2 separate regions of the Anas platyrhynchos genome follow, and region 2 is linked to region 1. The links are chromatin contacts, called in public Hi-C maps. All regions are on one chromosome and are shown on one strand. The core of a region is the stretch at or near the end of the contact, and the rest is flanking DNA. Distances in the headings are between cores, read along the strand shown. Region 1 overlaps POLA1 (DNA polymerase alpha 1, catalytic subunit). Region 2 overlaps POLA1 (DNA polymerase alpha 1, catalytic subunit).

What was found. Hi-C and Micro-C count contacts between places; a contact is called where the count stands out from the background.
Region 2: a Hi-C map of liver shows a contact between it and region 1, with 2.8 times the contacts expected there. The contact joins two enhancer-like sites. A contact is called at or near these places in 3 of 8 Hi-C or Micro-C datasets (liver, skeletal muscle and small yellow follicle).

The regions. Positions count from the first base shown.
Region 1 is chr1:116,780,507-116,787,658 of IASCAAS_PekinDuck_T2T, forward strand. All of the region lies in intron 26 of POLA1 (DNA polymerase alpha 1, catalytic subunit), which reads left to right. Among named protein-coding and RNA genes, the nearest start is that of POLA1, 39 kb to the left of the region's middle. Within about 2 kb of position 3,950, at least 1 of the 8 cell types and tissues checked has an H3K27ac peak or open chromatin away from gene starts, as enhancers often do.
Region 2 is chr1:116,817,462-116,824,613 of IASCAAS_PekinDuck_T2T, forward strand. POLA1 (DNA polymerase alpha 1, catalytic subunit) reads left to right here. Exons shown (of 37, transcript XM_027449032.3): 30 at 651-783; 31 at 2,696-2,827; 32 at 6,308-6,482. Among named protein-coding and RNA genes, the nearest start is that of POLA1, 76 kb to the left of the region's middle. Within about 2 kb of position 3,795, at least 2 of the 8 cell types and tissues checked have an H3K27ac peak or open chromatin away from gene starts, as enhancers often do.

The DNA of each region.
Region 1 (7,152 bases), core at 2,700-5,199:
CTTTATTTTAGTTTTTCCATTCACAGGTTTCCTCTTACCAGTAAATGCTAATATAGAATAGGTGAATGTTAAGTATCAGGGGATTTGGCTCTTCCATATGAAAAGGTAAATTAAAAAATAACTATTGAAGAAAAAATGTTAATGTTCTAAACTTTAGTGGCCGCTTATGATGATCAATAATCAGTAGCTCTTTTATTTTTTATTTTTTTGGTGAGGATCTGGAAAATGCAGGTAGGTTTGCAGATGTCTCTAATACATATAATGTATATGTATAAGTGGGAAAAGTACTGTACAGGATGAAAAGTGAAATTAATATTTTTTTTTTTATAAAATTATAGTTCAACCATAAGTCTGAACAGAATAATTCAAAGCAGGGAATGTACATTTCAAATTGAAGTTCTTAAAGCTCACCACAGCATTCAGTTCTAGCATAGCTGATAGAGAATAAGCATTGACTTCTATGAACTGCTGCTTTCTAGTTGCGTGACTGAAGACCCCATGGCTATAGGAAGGCTGGGTACTGCAGGTGTGTAGTGCTGAGTGTTTTGGATTGCCTCTCGTGGACGGTAACTTTGTTTTGTGGTTTGGCTGTGCCAATGCATCGAATGTAGTGGAACTACCACTGAGTTCCTTATGATGACTAAAACTTGTGATTATACGTTGCTAGCTTAAGATCTTCTTTTACGCTGTGTTAGTGTATGACATGTTCATGTTAATGTAATAGCAGAATTGTTAAATGCAACATAGGAAAAGTGGCATTTATAAAGTCAGATCACAGTGCTAGGGCAGGGTCATCTGTAAACCTTTGACAAAATTTCCCCTAAGAGCTCAGCTGTCATCAGTCAACCTTAGTGAGATATGTGATAGTGCTTGAACTTTATTTACCTTGTAACATGCAGCAGGAACATACGAAAGTCTTACAGCTCCGGTCATACATAGGCTGGATCTAGAAGAGCAATTGGTGTGCCTCACTCATTCCTTTGAAGGAGGTATGTTTTATCTGGGTAGTGTAGTAATGGAAGGGATTTTTCACTAGATGGCGATAGAGACCTTGAGATCATTAATCAATTAAGGCTTTCATTTTTGTCACAAAGTGTTTTAAATGTTGGCTATATATGTGTGTTTTTTTTTTCAGATGGGTCTTCTGTGTTTGTTTGTTTATTTGTTCAATTGTGGGTAATCTCCAGCAGGGAAGGTGGGGTTGTGTCAATGTGAAATTTCTCTGAATTTAATGTATTGTATATCAAAAGTAGACAGGGCAATTATCAATGTATTTTGAAGAAAAAAATGAGCAAAAATTTAGGATGGGGGAGTTAAAACCATAGCTCAGATCCATTTTACCTTTTCGGAAGAAATAAATGTTCTCCTATTTTGATTGTTAGAAACATCTCAGTTCTTGTTCTTACAACAAATTTAAAGATTAAAAAAAAAAATTCTGTATTTGTAATCCAAACGATACGTTATTGATCGAGAGTGATTAGAAAGATTCATTAGAAGGATTCTGGGCTTCCCCTGCCCCCTTCTCTGTTACTAAGCGTTTGCCTGGGCATTGCTCTTGTTGTAACGACAGCAGTTGCTTGCATGGAAAAGTAATAGGAAAATATTTAATATATTTTTAGATGTCCTTTAATGTAATTTAACAACTGGAAACAAGATGAGTTGGTGTTGTACAGCCAGCCAGCCCTGCACTAGCAGGCAGTGTAAGGTCATGCCTTTCTAGCCTCTTTAAAGGACAAGTCTTTTGATGAAGTGTCAGTTGTCTGATTTCCCAAACTGAGGATGCCCTCTACTGCAGGATTTTCTTACAGGACAGCAAAGTTATTGAGACAGTTTTATCTGTAGACAGGGTGGTTGCTAATGGCTATCACTCAAAACCATGGCCTTTAATTTTTCTACATTGGTTTTCATTGTTACGCATTTTTGCCCATGTCGCCACCAAACTTGCTTTTGAAAGGAAAATCACACATTTGCTGTTTTCAGCCAAGCTAACAGGTAGATCTGCTGTTACAGTATGCAAAATAGAAGGGGGAGAAAGGCAATTGGGCTAATTCCAACTTTCTCATTGAGATCCTTAGATACATTCTCAATTAATAATTAGTTTAAGGCCCTGGCAGTCAAAAGGAATGAATAAAAGCATGTTATTGCAGCAGTCTGGGAAAAGAAAGGATGAGGGAGGAGAAAGACAAAGTGGAGAAAGATGAGCTCACTTAAAGTAAAATAAAAAAATAAGGAAGGGTAGGTAAGCAGGCTAATGGCTGTCTGTTGTAATTGTATTGTGTAAAAAAAAATAAAAATAAATCCAGGCATCTGTGCTTTTTTTTTTCCAAGTCTTGTTCATCCAGGTAAATTGATCATCATGTTCTTTCTCTTAATAGCTTCTACAGCCTTTGTTAAGCAGACTGCATAAACTGTCATGTGAGTGGGGCAATTGTCAGGTACCTGGTTTCTTCCATGTAGTAGCATGGAAGAAACGGGAATGTTAGATGAGGGAAAGGAGCCTCCGAAATTCTCATCTAAGCATGCCATCTATATTTAAACAAGGAATACATTATCAGCGTTACATTTTTGGAAGACTTAGAACTTGGTAACAAAAGTCTAGGCAAAGAGTTTCTTAATTGCTTTTAAATATAGAAATGACAAACTGAAATCTTCCGAGAAGTAGCGCGAAGTTGTTGCAGTGTCCCGAAATGGAAGCTGTTGGTGTCAAACCAGTGCTCACTATTGTTAAATTGATCGTTATCTATGCAATTGTGAGCCAGTAGAAAAGCTGTGTACATTCTTCTGCATGCTAATATCCAAAGCAAGTTACAATAGACATTTTGAGGGAAAGGCTGCTTACAATCTGAAAATGCAAACTGAGTGCCAAGTAGTAGAAAAATTGTGGAACATCTTAACATTTGTTGAAATTGAATATTATTATTTTAAGTCAAGTGCGTGAGATGGCATCTGGTCTGATAAAGACTTCTGTATCTCCAAAGAGAGGAAATGAAATATTTCAATTAAAAACCATGGCCAGAATATTCAGTGTGAGAAGGAAATCAGCTTGAAGGAGAGTTTTCATTTTATTTTATTTTTGGGTGGTGTTCTTTAACGAACAGAAAGGTTTTATGCAATGGATGTTCACTTAGAAATGTTGAGGAAGGTTGATCAGATGTGAGAGGTACAGCAAGTTGGAGGGATACAGAGGCTTTATTTTTTGCGGCTGCTTATTTTACGATTGTGCTGTCACCGGAGGTGTGGTGCCTTTCACTTCCTGACTGCTGATTTCCATGGATGGGTTCTAGCAATTGCATGGCCACATGGTGAGTTGGATCAGCCTGGTGGTCTGACTTGAAAACTAACTCTAGGGGAAAACCAAATTGATTTTTGTTGGATCAATGACTCAGTGACTCACTGCATGCTCTTAGAGCTGATAGAAAGGAGGAGGTCAGAAATTGGGGGCAGACCCAGTATGAGATACAAGGGGTCAAGCATCACCAGCCTTTTTCCTGCTCACACCTGACTGTGAAACTGTAGGATTAGTGTTAATAGGATGAACACTTGGGGTTTTTATTTGTTTGTGTTTTTCCTCCTCCTGTACTTTTATTTCTTCTTATGGTTTCCTATCTTGCATTTTGTTCCCGTGTTGCCAAAAGATACAGCTTTTGCTTGAATCTTAACGTGGCTGCCTAGGTAACAGCAAGATACTCCTCACTCAAAATCGTGGTAAAACTGAGAGCCGGGGTATGAGGAGACTTTAAGGAGCAAGGACTCTGGCATATTTTTCAGAGTATCTGAAATGTAGCAGTACGTGCCCTTGTAGGAGCCACGTGTGTTGGGTGAGAGCTGGTCCCTCAGGATTAGGAGAGGTGGAAATGTCTGTCCACATCCAGTGGCAACAGGAAGGACTCGCGTATGCCATAAAATGGTGGGCATATGTGAATTCAGAGAGTTTGCCACACTTTGGCTTTAGAATAACTGAAGAAATAATTTCATCCTGCCTATAATATTGTAGGAATTATGAGATTCAAAAAAAAAAAACATCTTTTGTGGTTCTTTTCTCTGAGTACAGGCATGGAGATGCCTCATAGAAGAGGTATGTAGGAGCACAGGAGCTCCACCCTGAAGATGTCTGCTTTTGCAACAACACAGCTCCATTTGTAAACTGATTAAGTTCCATTTTCAAATAAGTACGTTTTCTAATACCCACTATTAAGGTTGGAGGAATACCAGTGCTAACTGCTGTTTAATTTTTTCTCTAGCCTGTGTATTTGTTAGCACCGTAAGTCTCTGCAGTATGTGTTTTCTTAGTGCGTTGGTAGCTTGCCATAAAATATTTGGGTTTTTGAGACTTAACAGAAGTTGTGCTTCAGGATATTATTGCCTCACTCATTTATCTTAAATTGGACTTCGGCCTATTCTAGAAACCATGGTTTTAGATAACTAGATGCTAATAAAATGTTCAGAATATGAGACGTCAAATTAAGGGAGAAAATCCATTTTCCTTTTCAAGCACTCCTGTACTCCTAAGAGTATAGAAAAATGATCTAACTGAAGTGTCTGTTTCCCACAAGACTTAAATATTCATACTGTTCTCAAAAATGTGACACTTTGATCTCACAACCAGCATTCACGTGTATTTCCTGGGAACGTTGCCCACTGTGCAAAAGCTCTCTGTTGTGAAATGCACGTTATTAGAAGGTCAGTTTTGCTGCATAGATTGTCCTGTGGTCTCTTGCATGTATGGCCTTTTGCTGGGCCTATACCAGGATTCATTGGCTTAATTTAGAAGATGTACATGAACAGCTTATGCTATTCTCAGATGAGGTGGTTTGTTCAAGACCTCTGTTTATCTGTGGGAGGCAGACTGTTTCTACTGCTGTTGGTACAGCACACTTGTTAGAATACAGGATGTTCTGATACGTGACATCAAGAATTCTGCTTGGAACAAAGGGTTCTTGAAAGCTAGACATAGTTCAGCAAGGTGAGATGTGTTACTTGATGCAGACTTTTTTAATGTAGGTAGGCAAGGTTTGACGCAAAGAAAGCTGTAAGTCAGGCCTATAGACTAAACTAATTTCTTCAGACTTCCTCTGCAGAAGAGAGGAGGCAGTGCCAAAGCACTGAAATGAATAATGAATGAAATAAATCCCCTCCAAATTTTAGAGTTTGATAAATGGTTGAAATGCATGTGAAAGCCTAACCTACATTTGCTCTCTTTATTTTCATTCCAGGGGCTTTACATAATATAATGCAGGAGGTGTTGCTGGTGGTAGTGTTGTCTTCAGCTTCAGGCTATGCCCTTTATCAGACTTACTGGGTAAGGTTTCAGGGAGTAGGGTTAGATTATATGTGTTGATATCTGGTCTACAATTTGATACTTGCGTGCATTTGCTGATTTGAGCAACTAAAAATCCCATTTTAACACTTGGTTTAGCAAAATTAAAAAAAAAAATACAGCTCCCTTTATCTTTCTCATGTCTAGTCTTTTGTGTTTTCATAGTTCTAACTGACAGTCTTATGGGGAAAAAAAATATTTTTTTAGGTTGTCATTTGAACCTTACTGCAGGTACTACCTCCCAGCAGCCATATCTAGCTGAGCTTGTGCTAGGCTTGGTGATTACATGAGACTGGAGAAACACTTAAAATTTGGGTAATGACGTTGGGAAGCTCTGTATGTTGTTTTTTAAGACGTAAAAAAAATCACCAAAGTTTCCGAGTCCTACTGAGATAGGAGTAGACAGTTGTAGCCAAACAGTTGCTTCACTGATTCATCTCAGATTGATTAAGCCTCCTTAAGTTAATGCTTTCTTTATAATTGCTTGCCTTGTTCGTGGAATGGACCAGAAATTGGTGGGTTTAAATGAATGGAAGTTATCAGGAGAGCGGGACTGTGTGCTGAGCTGCTTTGCTGAAGTTCAAGGTCACGTTTCCTGGAAGACCTGCGTAAGAAAGGTTTGTGATTGTGATGCAGAAGATCTCCAGGTACAAACAGCTTTTTGTTCAAGTAAAGGGAACCTGCAGAACAGTTGTCCAGAAAAAGGGTAATTACCCTAAGGTAATCATTGTTTCCATGGGCAGCTTTCCCCCTTCAGTTTGGTGTTCTTAGTTGTTTTCTTTATGTCCTCATTCTGTTAGGCAGTGCCGCAGCTGATACACTAAGGGTTAACTTCCTCTTTTCTCTGATTGACTTTAGTGTAGCGAATGTTTTCTGGTGTTAGTTCACTGTTCTTCCTTGGTGCTTTTTATGTTACTGGGATACCCATCTATCAAAGGCTTTCTTGTATTTTAATTTGGAATTAACGCATGGAAGACTGACACAAAACCACAAGGAAATCTCAACTCAGTTTTCTAAGTGTTTTGCAGACTTCCCATTAGTTTTGTTCTGATTGGAATTTCACTTGCTGAACCTAGGACTTCCTTGACTTTGATTTTTTTTTGAACTCCCTGGCTATGAGGCAATGACAGCTGATGTTTTGGTTTTCATGCAAGAACTTCAATTTCATCCCCTCCCTCTCCCTGTCTCTCTCGGAACTCAGCATAATTAGTATCTTTTAACTTAGGCAAATATCATTTCTGTATTGGCACAGAAATCTATCAGTTTCTTTAAGTCATAATAGCTCACTTGTCTTGATGTTTTAATATATATTATACCTCTTTTTTTTTTTTTTTTTTTGCTTCAATGCATAACTTTATATTTTCCAACTTACAGTTAAAAGTAGTCATCCTAGAGGAAAAGAAAAATCAATGAGAAGCCTGTACTTAGACTGAGAACCCCTGCAGAAAGCTTTGATTAGAGAAAAGCTTTAGATCTGACTCTTACACACAATTGTCCATCAGGTGGCCAGTCATTTTGGCATGTACCACTATATACCACAGGTGCTAGAGATGGAAAAAGGTCTATTACATCATGTAGTTCATCTTCCAAAATATGTATATAGTTAATTCAGTGAGACAACTCTGTTCTGTTGTCGAAGACTGTTGTCCTTCAAGAGACCAATTCCAGTTTTAATTTTGCCATGGCTTGTGATCTGATTGCTTTTAATCACTAATTTTTAATAGATTTGAAGGCTGACGATGAGCCTGCCTTCAGTAGGAATGAGTTAATTGACAGGTGTCCTGAAGTTCCACGTTCTTGGCAGCGGTCCAGGATGACAGAGCAATAATGATTTA
Region 2 (7,152 bases), core at 2,545-5,044, 37 kb after region 1:
AACTTACGTTGCATGCTGCCTCTTGAAAACTTAAATTGTGGTCCAAATGCATCTAAAAATGAGTACTTTTTTACATTTGTAAAAATACACCACACACTTGCTTACTGTTCTTAAGACTTGCATTTTCTAAGAAAAGACGCATCATAATAGAAGCAAAATTTTCCAAGTTAGGAATGTATTAGTAATTAAAGCTATACAAATGTTTGAGAGTGTTCTTTAGTGACTAACTCTTCTGCAGCTGGCAGATCTTCCCAACCACATTTTACAGAAATAGGCAAGACTTTGCTTGCTTTAACTTTGTGTGTTCTCTTCTCTCTTCTCCTCGGTTCCCCCATTTCAGATACCTGCTTTGCAATAATAAATGGCAAAGCAAAATGGAACAGAAAATGGAATCTAGTTGGACTCAGCAATTCCAGACCACCGTTTAACATTAGAACTATTTACAATAATTTGCTTAGTAAAATAAATGAATAAATAAAATAAAACACAACAGAAAATATATATCCAGGCAAATTGCTATAAATTTTGGATCAGACTTCATCCTCAGTTTCCTTAACTTGTAGAGGTAACCCATGGGAAGGGAGGAATGTGTTTGCTGTAATGGTTTTGCGTGTTTTAAGCTTTTCTTGATTTCTGAACTGTTTTTGCAGCTATGTAATTGGTCAGATTCTTTCTGATCAGCCCCGAGACATAATTGTGGAAAACATTCAAAGGCGGCTTATAGAAATTGGAGAAAACGTGATGAATGGCCGGATCCCAGTAAATCAGTATGAAATAAACAAGGTAAATGAAGTTTCAGCTCTTTTGTGTCTCAGGAAGCTTTACTGTTCCTGCTACTGACTCCTGATAAAGATCTTTTTAATCCTTATGATGCTGTGAAATGGTTTAGCGGTAGGCTTTGCAGTGCTAAGTTAATGGTTGGACTTGGCCTTAGGGCTTCTCTCCAACCTGTCTGTATGTGCAAAGGGCATAGACTTCTTTCAGTACATAGCTACTATGTGGATCTCTTGTATAACAAATTAAACTTATTTACCACAAAATAAAAACCTGTGCACGCATATTAATTGTTGTTTCCTATGGGGGGCATCTTTTCAAGCAATCTGAAGTCTGCTGCTGTCTGACAATTTGTTTTTTCCTGTGTGTTTGTTCTCCTTAGCTGCTTATTGTGTGTTTTTTATATATATTTAGAAACCCTCTCTATTTTAAACAGTAGTTTTATTTATTTTTATTGTATTTATACTGCTCTTTTTCACTGATGTTTCGTCTTGGCTGTCAGCACAGTGTTTACTGTTGTATGCAAAAGCTTGACTACATACTCCCAATGAGAGAACAGAATTACAGAATAATTTCTGTTCTGAAAATTCCTAGGATTGGTATCCTGCTCTGTGAGATACCGAATAGCATAGAACATACTGCGGAGATCCTACAATATAAGTGAAAACACCTTGTTGAGCTGTAAGCTGGTCTTGCTTTCTCAGAATAATAGCTGTCTCATGTCCCATCCTGCTCTCCTGTCCACTGGTTCTGGACTTTGACAATTACGGGAAAGGCTGTGCTTTCAAAAGTTTTCTCCCAAATCATTATTTTGTATTTCTGGTTGAAAATACTTAAACAGAAGAAAACGATGAAAAGAACCAAGTGTTCTGTTTTATAGAAAACCCATATAAAAGCATAGTGTTGTCAGTTTGTTTCCTTTTAAAGCTCCATAGAAGGAAACTAATACTCGCTTAGAGATCTTACTCAAGACTTTACTACAGCAAGAAGTGAAATACTCTGCTTTATCTACAGGATTTTTAGCAAAAAGTATGTTTTTGGTTTATTTTTATGAATCCTCAATTAAACTTATATTTTGGTCTTCAAAATTCTCCCACTTGCCAGGGGTGTTTGATTAATAAATGGGGTATTATATGCTCCTCTCATGGTTCTGTGAAACAGATATCCTAAATTTACTTCATCTAGAGTGTCTTTCTTTTGCCAGCTGGTCATTTGTTCTGTAAGACAGTGTTAATAAATCAGTTAAGAAATGTGTTCAGGTTGTCATCAGACTGTTAGATAAAACAGTGGGTTTTATGGTTTATGTAAAAATTTTGTCATCCATTTCTTACACACTTCTTACTGCAAATATTGTCACAGTACTTAGTGTCCCAATAATACCTATGGAATAGTTTTCACTTTTAAATGCAGAATTTTCCTGTTTTACTAATTCTGAGATAATTTATGTATTTCCCTATTTAGTCGAATGTGTAAGTTGTTTTTAAGAATTAGGATAAGGGTAAATATTTAAATATAGCAATACAGTTTATATACAGCTTACTGAGTTAAATCTCAGTAGTACGAGATGCATGGAAATGTTTAAATGCAGTCATTTGATACAGAGCTTGTTAAAATACACTTACCTGCTTAATAATCAGATCTGCTTTATAACCTGAACTGCTGCAGGGCTAAAGGTGAAATGTCTGGCTCTGTTTTTCTATTTTGTGTAATGTTTTCAACTTCAATTAGTTCAAATTGAAAACGATTGCATTATATCTCTATTATGTCTTTTTTTTTTTCATATTGCAAATGTACAAGTGGATAGTAGGTAGATGAAGATGGCTACCATGTAGTCTTGTCTCTTAAAGTTGTGAGTTGTCCATCACTGAGGTAAAATACTTTTCTCACAGTTATGTCTCTCTTTTCTCCTTTGATCTTTTAGGCCTTGACAAAAGATCCACAGGATTATCCTGACAAAAAAAGCTTACCACATGTGCATGTTGCCATGTGGATAAACTCTCAAGGAGGCCGAAAGGTGAAGGCAGGAGATACAGTGTCATATATCATTTGTCAGGTAAAAATGTCTTTATTGATAGCTGAATGCTAGATACTGTTTTGAGAGATGACAATGAAAACCAACTCCTGGAAAAATGTTTTGATGTTTGCTTGTTTGCAGTGAGATTACATTGTAGTTTAAAACAGTTCTCTATGATAGATTTGGTTTTATAGGGTCAGGAAAAACAGGCATGATCAGTTCAGCTCATCTGGTCATTTCCATATAATGGCTTAAAATTTCCCCACATTTTTGTTAGTATTTAATTATTACTAATTAATTTTAAAGAATGCATCCAACCTTTGTTTTAAGGAGAAAAACAGTTCTGGTGGCGAAGAACCTGTCATTTTTGCAAAACTCTTTGGTGGTGGCAGTTAAATATTGTTGTTCCAGTCTCAGCCTGTGTCTTTCCAGTTCATAGATGCGGTGCCAGATTCAATGACTGTGGGTTAGACCAGGGAATTTGAGGAGCCTTCTGTTTTCAGGTGTTTATCCTGTAAATGGTTTTACAACTTCCTAAGATGACATCATCTTAGTGACAGCCAGAACAGTGAAGTGGTTGTTTTTTTGTTTGTGTTTTTTTTTTTTTTTGAACTGCTTTGCACTGAGACATACTTCCTTTTTTCTGGGCTGTTGACAATTTTTGTGGGGCTTTCTTTTGGGATGGGGAGATGCACTATCTAAGTATGATAGTGTATCAGTGTCAAATATACATTTAATTCCACTTTACAAATTTCATTAAATTATTCTGTTCATGCATCTGAGAATTATTTTTGTCTATAACCCCATACCAGTCATTCACTTTGCTGATTCAACATGATAACCTTAGCTTTTTTTCTTCTGTGAAGATTTTGGAAATTGAGTCACCAGCTCCTTCCAATCCCCAAAATACTACAAGAAACTCCCAAATATGTGTGTATACTGTGTTGCATGTACTGTGACTCTTTGAAGAGCCCAAGTCTGACATTGAGTCACGTTCCTTTACTCTGAAGCTAAGCTGCTGGAAGGAGTTCAAAAATGCCCTTAGGAACATGGCCTAAGTGTGTTTGGGTGTGCGGTGCAGTGGGAGGAATGTGCCACGCTCCTTTCCACATGCAAGTGGGAAGGGATTACGGCACCCTTCTACATGAAGCATGGAAGCTTTTAACCCATTCCCCTCTCATTATCGTTGACATCACTGTGCCTTTCCAGCCACTTCTCCACAGCATTCTTGTTACTCTGATCTTGAGCGTGAACTGGAGAAAAATAAAAACCTCCACAGGTATAAAACTCATAAGAAAGTTCCTGCCCTCTGTTGATGAAAGCTTGCTTGGAGTTCTATAGAACTAGTTGGAGAACATTTTGGATTTGCTTTTTAGTTGGAAGTTCTTTATTGTCGTTAGTGTTTTTCAGCTCATAAAACTGGCATAGTTTCTTTCCCTCTGCTGGTAAGCTCACCTGATGGAGTTCTGTAGGGAAGTGTGGAATTACTTGAGGCTGCTTTCTGCTAAATGAAGCTTGAGTGAGTCAGCTTTATTTCCTTGTCATCTTCTCTGACTGCTGGTAAATTCTGCTTCTCCTGGGAAATACAGTTGTTACAATAAAATCCAGTAGGCCTTTTATTTTAATTTAATACCAGTACACTGTTCTTAGTCATCTTACCATGTGTTTGACCATCTGCTTAATATTTATTAGCGCTTCCGTGTGAAGTAACCTGGCCTGAAAATACTTTGCTGTGTCTGTGCTCATTTAAAAGGAAGCAGGCTAAGTTCTGCTGCTGAAGACTGGAAGTAATTAGTGTCCTTCCTTAGGCAGCGCTGTCTACTGCGTGTGCTAAGGAAACATTAAAAAATGTAGGTGACACATGTGGAATGTATGTCAGCATGTTACCTGCTGTTACACAGCAGAGGGATGCTCCAGAGTCATGGATGTTTTAAAAACTCCACTGCTTGATTTTTGGATGCTTGGTATCATTGTCTTTCAGGTGTTTAAATGTGTTTATGAAATGTGGACCTCTTAGTAGCTAGGTACTGATGTGAGTGACTTGGATATTGTTATTTCATGAATACATACTCTAGTTTGGATTTGCTTAAAAATATAAAAACTGAGTTGGATTAAATGAGCCAAGGGATCTCTTATGCAAAACTGACGGGCTTGTGAACGCTACAACATATCCCTATTTCATCTCCTTTATCTTTAAAAACTGAAACATATTGTTTTTGACTTAATTGAGAGTACTTATCCTGGTATGAAGAAGCTGCCAAGACTTAGGAGAGCTGGGCCCTGGGTACGGCTGAGCAATGACACAATGCAAGAGAAGAATGTACTTGTTGAAAGAAGAGAGCTGAAGGAATTGCATTACAATTATTTTAGCAAAGCAGCTGGATGAGCTGAATAGTCCTAAATTAATTTTGTTCTGAATACTGAGTTGTCTGAAAGGAGTAGGAGGGACCAATGGCTTGCAGTCTGTCTTTTTTAGTGATGGATTTTCAGTCCATGGTTGCTGACCCTGTAGAAGCTGGTATCTTGCCTTATCTGCAAAAGGAAGGTGTCGTGTTAATGCTAACTTTTATTTAGCTGTGAGAAAGGCAAGAGGACTGTATACTTAGCAAAAAATACATTTTGGTCTCCTTCCCCCACCCCTTCAAGGTTTACTTGTATTCCTGAATACTTGATAAAATCCTACTGTAAGTTCTGCTGTAGGATTTTGACATACATTAGAAATACAGTTTCCTAGTGTAGTTGTGGACTGGTAATAAGTTGCATTCTACTGAAGAGTACAATCCTTTTAGAGTTGATACTTAATTCCTCTGCAAACACTGTTCATAGTTTAATTACCTTCCCAAATCTATTTATTTTTCCCTCATATTTCTGTTTTGAGTTGGAGAAGAATTGAATATATACTCTAAGCCTCTGAGTGGCGTTTCTCTTTTGTGTTTCTTCCAGTATTTTTTACTCTTTCAATTGGATCCTATTGCCTCTTGTCATTTATTTTCATGCCAATAAATGGTGGTCCATTCTCTGACCATTCATTCTGTTTGCTTTTTATAGAATCAAAGCATATAAATTTCTTAGCAAAAGAGATATAGTTTCAATATCCAGGACTTGGAATTTGCTTGTTGTGCAAAATGATAATGCTAGTTTAGTACAAAGTGAATCCAAAATGCATGCCCTCTGCATATTTTTAACTGGGCTGATGGTTACAATGTGTTTTCATTGTGCATTTCAGAATTGACAGATGGGACTGTTTACTCTGTCTACTCTTACTGATTTGCACGTGTAGGCTGCAATAATACAAGCTGGATTTACATTCTTGAACTTGCTAGTTGATGCCAGCATCAGCAGTGTATTTTTTTTACTACTGTTGGATTTGTATTGGATGCATAATAAATCATCCAAAAGAGCGATTGTGTAACAATTTTGTATTAAAATAATAAATAATATTTGAAGCATAATCCTTTGTATAGATTGAATGTGGATATTGCTTTTTTCATACCTTTTTATTTCTGTCTCCTGTCTTAGGATGGATCAAATCTCAGTGCCAGCCAGCGAGCATATGCTCCGGAACAGTTGCAAAAGCAAGACAATCTTACTGTTGATACTCAATACTACTTGTCACAGCAAATACATCCAGTAGTTGCTAGAATATGTGAGCCTATAGAGGGAATTGACTCTGTTCTTATTGCAACGTGGTTAGGTAAGTATTCTAAATTCAGTTTATTTAAAGAACTACAAAAGACAAAGTGAGAAGTTTAAATGCATGTTTCATAACAGAAATGCTTCTGAAAAACCGTTCTTTGTGCAGTGAATGATAAGCATGTTTTAGGTAGTCTATAGAAAGCAGTTTGGATTGTAGGTATGACTACTGCAGAATAACATTTTTCAGGAGGTGCTCATTAACATGAACATGATCTCATAATCCTGTTCAGAGTTGCAAAAATCTCTTGTTCATGTGACAGTACTGCAAGTGTTTGGTGACAGTACTATTGCACATCTCTGAGATTTTCCTAAGCTACGGAAGTAGTTCTGGAGCATGCACTCTCTAGCACTCTCTAGAGAAACCAGTTGTAATTATAACGAAAGGATACAATTTTTTTAGTATTCTGTAAGTGTAGAATTGTTTTTTTGCTAGAACTGACCTACTGGGTAACAGAAACACAAAACCTGACTAACAGTCTTCATTTCTCCATATGGGGCAGGCAAGCAGCCAAAAAAAAGTGCTATAAAAATGTGCATAACGCTAGTGACCCACAGAATCACAAGTTTTTATTCCAATGAGCAACGGGGAATTGCCCTTGTTAGAGCTGGTTTTCCTTTTAAGAGGATGTTAAAGTAATTAGGTATTTTTCTGCCCAATTCTGATTGTC